Regions from separate parts of the Hordeum vulgare genome. Here region 2 is linked to region 1. The links are chromatin contacts, called in public Hi-C maps. All regions are on one chromosome and are shown on one strand. The core of a region is the stretch at or near the end of the contact, and the rest is flanking DNA. Distances in the headings are between cores, read along the strand shown.

What was found. A called contact is a pair of places that touch in the nucleus more often than the background predicts.
Region 2: a contact with region 1 is called in a Hi-C map of leaf, with 2.8 times the contacts expected there. The contact joins the promoter of LOC123432717 here to the promoter of LOC123432695 in region 1. A contact is called at or near these places in 4 of 6 Hi-C or Micro-C datasets (leaf and seedling).

What each region holds. Positions count from the first base shown.
Region 1 is chr1H:308,004,727-308,010,530 of MorexV3_pseudomolecules_assembly, reverse strand. It overlaps LOC123432695 (1-acyl-sn-glycerol-3-phosphate acyltransferase BAT2, chloroplastic), which reads left to right and starts at 2,429. Exons shown (of 5, transcript XM_045115409.1): 1 at 2,429-2,989; 2 at 3,096-3,260; 3 at 3,837-4,243; 4 at 4,566-4,667; 5 at 4,758-5,744. The coding sequence starts at 2,920. The coding sequence ends at 4,985.
Region 2 is chr1H:308,157,673-308,163,476 of MorexV3_pseudomolecules_assembly, reverse strand. LOC123432717 (wings apart-like protein 2) reads left to right here and starts at 2,899. Exons shown (of 13, transcript XM_045115413.1): 1 at 2,899-3,662; 2 at 4,808-4,907; 3 at 5,331-5,664. The coding sequence starts at 3,181.

The DNA of each region.
Region 1 (5,804 bases), core at 1,180-3,679:
GGCCACCCTCTACCTTCGCCGTTGGGACTGCAATAAATTTTTTCATGTTTGTCTTCAGTTTGCAGAAGAAACCATATCCAAACCGCTTCATGAATCGATACAGGTCGATGTTGAATGACTTCTGCGGTCCGGATCATTACGGGAAGTTTGGGGGTCTGTTGTGGAGATGACTAAGAAAGAAGGCAAAATCTATCCAAAAGCGCCGTATTCTCAACATCCTGTGCAGCGGATCATGCATGCATGCATACATGATGTCGTCACATTTATTCTAGGAAAAATTTATCCACCGCATTCTCAACATCCCGTGCGGCCGGTCATGCATGCATGCATACATGATGTCATCACGTTTATTCTGAATGATCGAAATTCAAAAACTTTTATCTCTTAAACCGTTAATTCGATCAATGATCCATTTTCGTCGTTGACTTTGTTTCGACGAAATCTTCAAAACTAGATCCCATCTTGACATGTTTTGACAACTTTTTTTTTGCTCGTACTTACCACATTTGTTACACTTACTTATCATATTAGTAAGTACTTACTTGTCTGATAAAAATAACTTAATCGCTAAAAAAATTTAAATTGCGTATACATATTACATCTCGAGATAATCAAAATGACAAGCACAAACAACTTTTTTTAAGCAATTACGGGAAAAAATATGACAACTCAACATATTTAGAACCGGTGATCAAAAGAAATCTTTTTTGATCATCGTTTCTAAATATAACAACTCGGCATAGTTAAACTAACAAGCACAAAAAATAGTTTTCTAGCAAAGTAGTATGTAAACATGAGAAGTTGGCATATTTAAATTGGCAAACACAACCCATGACATTTTTTTATATCATGTATAATGAAAACTGCTGCAAGGCTTTGTACGAAACAATATTAAAAAGTGTCAATCAAGTTATTTTTCTCACACAAGTAAGTGGTTAATAATATGGCAAGTGAGTCAAAAAATGTGGCAAGTATGAATGAAAAAAAAAAGTTGACGAAACATGTCAACATGAGATCTAGTTTCGAAGAACTCATCGTGAGAAAGTCCATGATGAAAGCGGATCATCGATTGAATTAACGGGTTTGTAGATAAAACTTTTTGAATTTCAAACATTAATAGAAATCTTTTCTTGATTTCATCCCATGCATGCATAGGAGAGAGAGAGGGGACTAGCCGCGTTATGACAATACTTAGCTTATTTTTTTAAATGATGATAATACTTAACTTAGTGATATTAATGGATCATGGATTTGCAATGCATGTGTATGCATGTGTACAGCAGCCGCTGCACGGGAACGCTAAGGTGCGGCGCCGCTCCATCCCATGAAAGAATCGACAATTCAAAAGAAAAAACAATAAAGGACTCGACTATAGAGCGACGCCGCACCCGGGTGTTGCGGTGCGGCGGTTCTTATACTAATATGTATGCATGTTGCTATCACGCCGTTGCACATGCACCTAAATATAGACTTAAAGATTCTCTCTAATGCTTGAAATTTAAAAAGTTTTATCTTTAAAACCGTTAATCCAATTGATGATCTGTTTTCACCGTTGGCTTTGTCACGACAAGATCTTCGAAACTAGATCCCATGTCGACATATTTCGATAAACTTTTTTTCCTCCCCTAATTGCCACATTGTTCCGCTCACTTGCTATATTATTAACCACTTACTTGCCCAATAAAAATAACTTAATTGTCATAATTTTTTATGTCGTTTCGTGCAAAGATTGTCGATGCTTATAAATGAAGTCCCCAAAATGTTTTGATGTGTTTGTCATTTTTATTCTACTAAGTTGTCATGTGGTCTCATAAAGCTTGTACGTGCTTATAAAATCATAGTTGCCACGTATATTTTTTGTGCTTGTCATTTTAATCCTATCTCGTCATCATATTGTCTCAGACAATTTGTCAGTCATTGTAAAATATGACAAGTTGGTATATTTTAAATTGACAGACAGAACCAATGACATGCTTTTATATCATGTATAATGAAATTTGTTACAAGCTTTTGTACGAAACAACATTAAAAAAATGACAATCAAGTTAATTTTTTGAAGGCAAGTAAGTGGTTAATAATATGATAAATGGATCAAAAAATGTGGCAAGTATAAATGAAAAAAAATAGTTGGCGAAACATGTCGACATGTGATCTAGTTTTGAAGAACTCGTCACGAGAAAGCCAATGATGAAAGCAGATCATCGATCGAATTAACGGTTTTGTAGATAAAACTTTTTAAATTTCAAACATCAAAAGGAATCACACGTTGTCTGTAGCATGCAAAACTCTTTCCTCTCCCTAATTTAATGACCCCATACGATATGTTTAAATTAGATGGGTCAGTCCGCCCGCCGCATGGCAACACAGCCGTGCGCACATTGCCAATTAGATTTTCCGAACAATAAAATACGAAAGTACACTCTCCGATACATGTTACTTCGTCGGAGCAGATAAAGCAAACCAGGCCACAGAATGTACTCTACAAAGGAACTTGGCAAACACCGCCGAAACAAACCACCGCCGGCAGCCGCCGGCCACCGTTTCGCCCGAGTCCAGTCACCTCCCTCCACGCCCTTCCGTCCGCGCGCGCATGCGCATCCAGTCAGCGCGCGCTCGCCCGCCCGCTTCCGCTTCCACCCTCGCGACTTTATCCACTCTCACCAACGGAGCTTCATCCCCCCGGCCTCCGGATTCTCTCGCCCCAGACCGAACAACCCCACGTTCGCCACGTGCGCGCGCGCCACCGCCTCGCCGTCCCGGCCAATGATCTAGAGCCTCGCGGATCTGACGCGGCGCCCCCGCCCCGCCTCCGCGGTCCGGCCACCGTCTCGGTCGCTTGCCGAGCTAGGCGCGCGCCTCCCCGCCCGCCGTTCGTGCCGCCCTCGCCGGCTCAGGGGGGCGCGTGCGGCGAGTCCGCCCATGGGGACGCTCGTGTGGCTGAGGCCGACCGCGGCCCCGGCCGTCCCCGCCGGTCCCTCCGTCGCCCACGGTACGCGACGCGGCTCGACGATTAGATTACCTCTGGAGAAAGCCCAGCGATGCTGCTGCTGATCCTATCTTATCTGGTGTTTGGTTTCTGTTTCGCTCTTCTGCAGTGGTGGCTGCCGCTGGTATGAAGGGCCGGACTCGGTGGGTGTCCGTGGCGTCCCGCTGCCCTAGCCCGCGGGTGCTCCAGGCGGGGAGGTGCCGGTGGCTGGTTGTCAGGTCGGGTGTCACCGCCGCTGCCGCCGATGACCCCGAGGATTCGTCGCGGCTACCAGGTTTCAGGCCTCCTCCCATCTCTAGAGCCAAATGCTTCGAACTTCTTATTATGCCAGTGCCCGCGTAGCTGAGCTGTGCTAGCTAGAAAATTACATTGACATGTACTGTAGTTTTACGAAATATGGAAGTTATGGAGCGTATGTGAACCTGCAATGTTGCCGTTGCTAGTGCCTAGTGCCCTGTGAGTTAGGTGAATTTGGACAAACCAATAATGCAGAAACTCAAACTATTGTCCCAACCCTTCATTTCACGATGGGCCAGAGGATAGGATTTGATACTTTCCTCCCTTCTGTTTAACCAATATATGATGGATTGTAGGCTTATAATTGTTACGTCTACTGATGTGAAAGGTGTCATTACAGGTTTTAGATTAGTTTCAGAGGGAGAACAACAGTTGTTAAGTTGTAGACCTTACTGATCAGAACGTACGTATTAGGAAAATCATCTCCACGTATTTTGCAAACATTCTGTGGGTGAAAATGAAATCATTCAAATTATATACTAGCTGGATTTTTTTTTGTGCCCACTTTTTGTTGTTGGTGAGAAGACTTGCTTATATTTATTTATTTAACCAGAGCTTCAAGTGGCTTCGAGGATCAGAGGGTTCTTCTTCTACACTGTGACTGCTGTTGCGGCGATCTTTTTGTTTATAGCTATGGTTGTGGTTCATCCACTTGTGCTCTTGTTTGACCGACACCGTAGGAGAGCCCAGCACTATATCGCAAAGATTTGGGCTACTTTGACAATTTCCATGTTCTACAAGCTTGAAGTCGAGGGAACGGAGAATCTACCTCCCAATAGTAGCCCTGCTGTCTATGTTGCTAACCATCAGAGCTTCTTGGATATCTATACCCTTCTAACTCTAGGAAGGTGCTACAAATTTATAAGCAAGACCAGTATCTTTATGCTTCCAATTATTGGGTGGGCAATGTATCTCCTGGGTGTCATTCCTTTACGACGGATGGACAGCAGGAGTCAGCTGGTATGGCCTTAGCCTTACCCCTTCCTTTGTCAGTAGACTCTGAAATTGCGATAATCTTTTGATTGAATATAAGTTGTGGATTACCTGTATTTTGTGCCACTGAAGAAGTTCTTATTTTATTTGGTAATTCTTTGCATATCCTGTTTGTTAGCGCAGCTCCTGCATCTTACGTGAAGTGTACAGGCATACGCCCAAGCCTGATAACCATTTTGTGTAGTTTAGTTTTCAACATTAATGTCATTTTTTGTTCAATGTCTTCCTATTATAGGGTTTACCCATTTTGCACTCCATGTTGAACATACCATCTATCCTCTAAATTCAGGACTGTCTAAAACGGTGTGTGGATTTGGTGAAAAGGGGGGCATCTGTATTTTTCTTTCCAGAGGGAACTCGAAGTAAAGATGGAAAGCTAGGTATATTCAAGGTTAGGTTCCGTCGAAAGAGATCCAACTCGCGTGTATTATGCTCTTAACTTTCAATTCGATGAAGTAATGACATTTTATAATTATCCCAGCGAGGAGCATTTAGTGTCGCAGCGAAGACTGGGGTTCCTGTGATACCTATTACTCTTCTCGGGACAGGGAAACTGATGCCTCCTGGAATGGAAAGCAACCTTAATTCAGGTTCAGTAAAAGTCATCATTCACCATCCAATTGAGGGGAATGATGCAGAGAAATTATGTACCGATGCAAGGAATGTGATAGCAGACACTCTTCTTCAACATGGTTATGGAGTGCACTAACGGAAGTGGGTGAATTTTCCTGTTCAATGGATCATGGAACCTAGTTTGCCGAAACGTGTCGACTCAAGGCAAAGCCAGTTTACAGGTACTAGTTATTGACCAGTTCGATATTCTGAGAACCAATAGGAAATGCTATTTGCTTCTTAAGAAAAAGAATTTTTTGAAATGAAAGAGCTTCCACGGGCGTCAGATATTATCTCTCCAAATAAGGTTCATGTAGCATAATGGTATGACTGCGCGAGACATATCTTCAGTTTAAACTTTAAGAAAAAGGACTCCTTCAGTTTGAATATTTGCCACACATTTAGAGGTTTGAGATTGTTATCTCCACTGCATGGAGGCATGAGACGAGTGTCGTAATAAGAGACTGAATATAACACAGATGTATTTGGTGGAGGAAATACTTGTAAGTACTACGTATTTATTAAAAGGAAGAACTCCAAAGATCTACCCTTGTTTGTGCAGCTGGTAGAGGTGCTGAGTGCAGGCATTCCTTTTGCTCCAGAATGAGGACACAGGCTGAAGGAAGAATAAAAACGCCTTGTGCTTGTTAGTTGCTGTTTGTGACTTGTAAAATAGGCTTTGATGTAGTTTATCTTCCACAAATTGTAGTTTGCAGTTTTGGCCTTGTTCTATACGTATTATTTAACATGACAAAGATGTGGTGTGGCGAATAACTCATCTCGATTTTGATGTTGCCATATTCTACATACTGAGAAGATAACAAAGATTTTTTTTTTTCTGCGGGTGAGAAGATAATATGGTTGTCATGCGATTTCATTTTGGGACTTGGTAAAGATGCCTTTTTTCTTTTTCATT
Region 2 (5,804 bases), core at 1,650-4,149, 150 kb before region 1:
CTAATAATAATTTGCATAGGGAATAGCTACCCCAAGGATTTTAATCAACAACCCGGGCCAGTGCTCCTCATGAGTGTTGGTCCCACCTGAGCGATGTCCGGGGCCCCCTGGTCACCCAGTGGTTTAGCCATCCCGACGTCTAGCTCATCCGTCGTGTCCTGAGACTGAGATACGCGGCTCTTATCGGGGTCGTCGACACGACGGGAGGTCCTGCTAGTCTTGTCTTACCTTAGCGATATATCTTGCGTATAGGAATCCCATGAAGCTTTGGTTCTCCCCAGAGTTGAGGTTTTCCTCGAAGGAATCCAACGAGATCACGAGATTCGTGATAGAGGATTACTTTGCGGCCCGTGACCGTTTGTGATGAACTAGTTGGAGCACCCCTGCAGGGTTTAATCTTTCGGAAAGCCGTGCCCGCGATTATGTGGCAACTTGGAATATTTGTTAACATCTGGTTCTAGATAACTTGAACTAATTCTAATAAAACTGCCAACCGTGTGCGTAACCGTGACTGTCCCCTTCGAAGACCTCTCTTCGATTGGGAACACGGTGGGGTTATGTTTGACATAAGTAGGTGATCAGGATCACTTAGTGATCAGCTAGTCTTCGACCACTAGCGTAGACCACCACATCAATAACTCTGTTCTACGTAAGTTAGCCACCATAAATGCTTAGGATGCTGCAGCCTAAACACTGAACCTTCCTCACCTAATAACTTGACTAGTTTCGGTACCAAGGTCATAGATTGCTGAGTCCGTGTGGCTCACAGATTACTTCAACCCCCAATAGGTACAGGTACGCTCGACACAGGTGATCCTGATGGCACGCAGCTGGTGTGACAGTACGATGAGGAGAACGACCGCCTGTACGTGAACTATCCAGAAGACTGAGGCCGTGGTCGTGATCGTGGGCAAGCATGCGGGATAGCATAGCCTTTTCTTATGTTATGTAGTCTGTAGCGGAACTATCTTGTCTGAATAAATGTGTGGATGTAACTCTGATATTATCTATGGAGATGGCAAACAATTCCCTATTTGTCATTCTTAAATTATGTATGTGCTATGTTTATCTTGCTTGCGAAACGCTTAGATGCGCTTCTTTCCATTTTGGGGCCTCGTTCCCTAAATTGGAAAGGACCGCATCTTATTCGTTACAAGTTGGTATCAGAGTTTTACGCCCATAGGAGCCTTTGTGTGATCGTACTTGGCCGAGTTGAGTCTAGTAAAATCTTTTGAGTCTTAGTTATATCGGAGAGTAGGTTTCTTTTTTCTCCTCTTCCATGCTCTGGTGAGGTTCTCGACTTAGGAAATCTTAATTCTACTCATCTTCTCGCTCAATTTTTTTAGTATCACGCGGGTATTTTGAAATCTATATGATATCGATGTGACGGAGTTCTGTCTTGGCGCCTCCTGTCTGCCTTGATTTCTTTGGAGGAGTTGAGCTCCAGGAGATTCTTGTGCACATCGCCATCATTCAGATTCTGAGTATCTCAGAACGAAGGATGTTCGTAATTGCTTCAATACTAGTAGTGGCGAGATAACCTCGATGTCCCCAGTACTGCCATACTTTGTATCGTTGTGATCACGAGGGTCTGTGTTAGATGAATGTCCGAGATTCTGGTTATGTGTTGACGGATGTGATACATTGGACGGGTTAGTATAGGAGTTGTGTGAATATTACTCCTTGTATCCGTGTACCATATTGCATGACCAGATATTTCGGGAATTCATAGGTGGGATATCAAATAGTGACTTATAGGACAATCTTCCTACAGATGCATGATGTGAGGTTGGGATTCGACATTCAGTGGGTACGTTTGTTTATGGTCGTCTTACAGCGGTTCTCGTTGTGTCTTAAAGAGTCCTTGTAGCTTGCTACGATTTGGGGATGCTTCGTAAGTCGTGTGCACTACCTTGCACATGATGGCTACTGTAAATTCGAGCCCGTGTGATCTTATCCATGAAGATATCGGATGAAATATCGATCATACGTTTGTTCCGAGCAGTTCTAGCTCATACTTGTTTGCAAATGATCTTAATCAGAATTTTGTCGACAGTCACTTTGATGAAGCATTCTTACTATTTTGTTCGAGTGCAATTGCTAATATTCCTGTTCAGATATTCCTGTCTTTTTGATTCAGCTTTACCTTCAATTTATTCTGTGGGCTAATGTGTTGTCCGTCTTCAGGATGACTCCACCAACTCGTCAGAATCCAGGTCGTGAGGGTGCTGAGATGCCGCCACCACCTCCTCCTCCAGAAAATCCTCCTCCTCCGCCCCAGTGGGTTCTTTCTTTTATTTTGGCACCAACCGAGCGGGCCTCCTCCCCCTCGCCGGCCCACCTTCTTTGTTCTCTCGCTAGTTGGGCCGCGTGCTCCTTTCGTTCCCCTCCTGTAGATACCGTTGCTTCTTCCTCTACTTTCCGTCAGGGTTCAGAGAGAAGCGAGACAGAGAGGTCGACGCCGTTGCTCACGGACGTCGAGGCGGCCTCCCTCGCCCCCTATTTATTCCTTAGCGTCCAGGCAGTGCGCTAGGGTTCCTCCAAGCGTCGCCACCTCCTTCCTCTTCCTCCTCCCTCTCTCTGGATCGTCAGTAGGCGGGCCGAGCTCCTCCTCCGCCATGGCCGATCCGTAATGAGCTCGTCGCCATCGTTGTCGTGCACCTCCGTCCTCTCCAAGCAGCCCAGGAGCACGCTGGACCTCAGGGGAGTCCGTTCCCGCGGCTAATCGTCGCCGATCGCCCCTGCTTTCACTACTTCGACGACGACCTTCTTCCGCTCCGACGACCACCTCCGCATCGGCTTCTTCCACGACGTCCCCTGCTTCCTCTCCGACAGGCCCGGTCTCCTCGACCAGTGGGTGAGCAGAAGTATCATCAAAACCGGGATCTCAACAAAAAAAGGAAAAGTATCATCAAAACCACGACAGATGAACAACAATCTGACGGTCGAGAAGCGCGTCGAGACTAACAAACCTGGCCAGCAGTAGTCAGGCAGTAACCAGCTCCCCGTCCCCGAATTCCTCCCCTCCGGCTCCGAGGCCGGAATCCCCAAATCCGGATCAGCCGCAAAGCAAAACGTTCGAAACCCAGACAGAGACGCCCACGCCCAAATCTCTCTCTCTCTCTCTCTCCCCCCTCGCATGCGCGCAGGCGCAGCTACCCGCAGCAGCAGCGAGTCGCCATGATCGTGCGCACCTACGGCCGCAGATCCCGCACCTGCGGCGCCGGCGCCGGCGGAGGCGGAGGCGGAGGCGGAGGGGAGCGCGGCCTCTCGTCCTCGCAGGACGCGTTCGACTTCGACGGCGGGGACGGGGACGACGAGCTGTCGGCGCCGGGGTCGCAGCCCCAGCTTTTCCCGCCGTCGCAGGAGTCCTCCTCGATGTGGGACTTCGACGAGGACCCGCCCACGCAGCCGCCGCCGCCGCCGCCGCGCCGGAAGGGGTGGCGCCGCGGGAGGCACGCCGACCCCGAGCCCGAGCCGGCCACCGCCACGCTCATGGAGGCCGAGGAGTACGGGGAGATGATGGAGAGCGTCGACGAGGTCAATTTCGCGCTCGACGGGCTGCGGCCCACCGCGCCCAGGCGGGTGCGCCGGGCCAGCCTGCTCGCGCTGCTCGGGATCTGCACCTCCGCCGCGCGCCGCCGCGTCCTCCGGGCTCAGGGGTCAGTACGCCTTTCTTTTAAGCGCTCCGTGGGGAACAACAAGTTGGCTTCTTGGTGCCCAATCTTGGCTCTCCGAATCGAGAGCCTCGGGTTAGGGTTACGAAATTGGGGCTTCTTGCGGGCGACCTAGGTTCAAAGATAGGGATCTTGTACGGTTAGGGCTCGGTTTCTTGGGGAAAGGAACCACCTTTTGGCCTTCAAACCACGAACGAGTCCGCTCTGTTTCCTCTGTCTTGTGATGAATATAGCTTAGCTCATGCAGCTAACTCGCGAATATAAATCTTGTTTGCTTGCCTGGCCTGAGCTGTTAGTTCGATTAGCTTGCTTTGTCGGGGTTATTGTGGTAGAATCAAGACTTCACATATCGTGGAGAATCCCCATTGGCTAACTATATCACAACTGGGCTTAAGGAGTATGCACTTGAGTTATCTGCGTCTCAAGCAGGCTGGTCTCTTTGTTTTTGCTAAGACCTCCAGTATCCCGTTACTCCATAAGAAGGAAGCATGGTGATTGGTTGGAAATGTCTAGAAAGACATCTTCCCTGTTGACTTAGGATTTACTCGGGCTTATAGATATGTCTGAAGAGCATTGTTGGTAGAAGTGCCATCCATTGAACTGAGCCGAATATTTTTCTCCTCTGTCCAGGAGAGTATGCATTTTTTTAACCAGACATGCAGTATTTAGGGGTGTGTAGCTCAGTCAACGTAAAAATAGTTATTTCTCAGTCAACATTGATAGCCATCCGATCAAGATCATCTCATCCACTGTGTAGTTGCACAATCTCGATACTAAGACCAAACTATTTTTAGCTGTGACTCAGTTGCCTGGGAAATAGCAATACCGTTTAGCAAAACAAAGGGCATACTTGACGTGAGGATGTTACCTCTGGAATTACTAGATCCTTGCAATGTTTTTTTTACCCATTTCTACATCTGTAGATGGATAAGATTTCTGAAAGTAAATTCTTATTGAACACAATTATTTTAACATGTAACCATCTAATGTTTATCTCAGTATTCTATTGAGTTTGAGGAGTACCAAAATCAATATCACCGTTTAACAAACATTTCATTTTTATTGCTTATCAAATATTACACGTATTCCATCTTATTACTCACAAGTGCATTTTTTGTTATGTCCTGTAGATTGGTAAAGCAAATTATAGATAATGTTTTGGCCCTGAACATTGATGATCCTTCCTGTGGTGTTGCCGCAGCAGCTCTTTTATTTGTTTTGGCAAGTGATGTGAGTACCTCTCAATCCCAAACTATTAGATGATAGGAGTATGTTTCTGTGCATGCTGCTTTCCGTGCATATTAAATATTCTCTTCTCACAAATCACAAAGATACTCATGTCGTGGCAAAGTTATTTATTTATTTTTCTTGTAGGAGTATTCACTTTTTTATTCAATACTAATGCATGATAAAATAACTTCAGTTAGCTACATTACGCTTTATTTTTATCGACAGCTGAACTATATTTATAATTTAAATTTTAACTAGTTTGATATTTACTATTCAGATTTTCATTTGTGAATTACATGTATTGCTAGTTGAATGCGTCTTCCCAACAGTTGCTGCTCTTTTAATACTTTTGAGTTCCGATGAGCATTCCTTCAGCTTCAGTTTCTTCTTATGATCAATCTATCCTTTCTTGTTGTTATTCAGGTACAAGAGAATCATGTGCTAAATTCAGAATCGTGTATTCGGTTTCTTCTGAAATTATTAAATCCTCCAATGGATGCAAATGATGTCAAAGCACCATCTATAGGTTCCAAACTCCTTGGAATCAGTAAAGTTCAAATGTTTAATGGCTCAAATAAGGATTCCGATTCCAGTTCAGAGGATATCACATCAAAAGTTGAAGAAATCCTCTTAAGCTGTAAAGAAATCAAGCCACTTGACAGGGATGGCAAGAGAACATCAAGGCCAGAATTATGTCCAAAATGGCTTGCTTTGTTGACAATGGAAAAGGCATGCTTGTCAACTGTCGCATTAGAGGGTATGATTTTTAATCAATTTCTTGACCACGATTATCCCATTGCCATTATGGTATTCACCGCAATGTACACTGTCAGTTCACAAGTTAAGCATTGCATGCTTTACATGGATGCCTTTGCCTAGCCGCCCTTGTTCCACTTG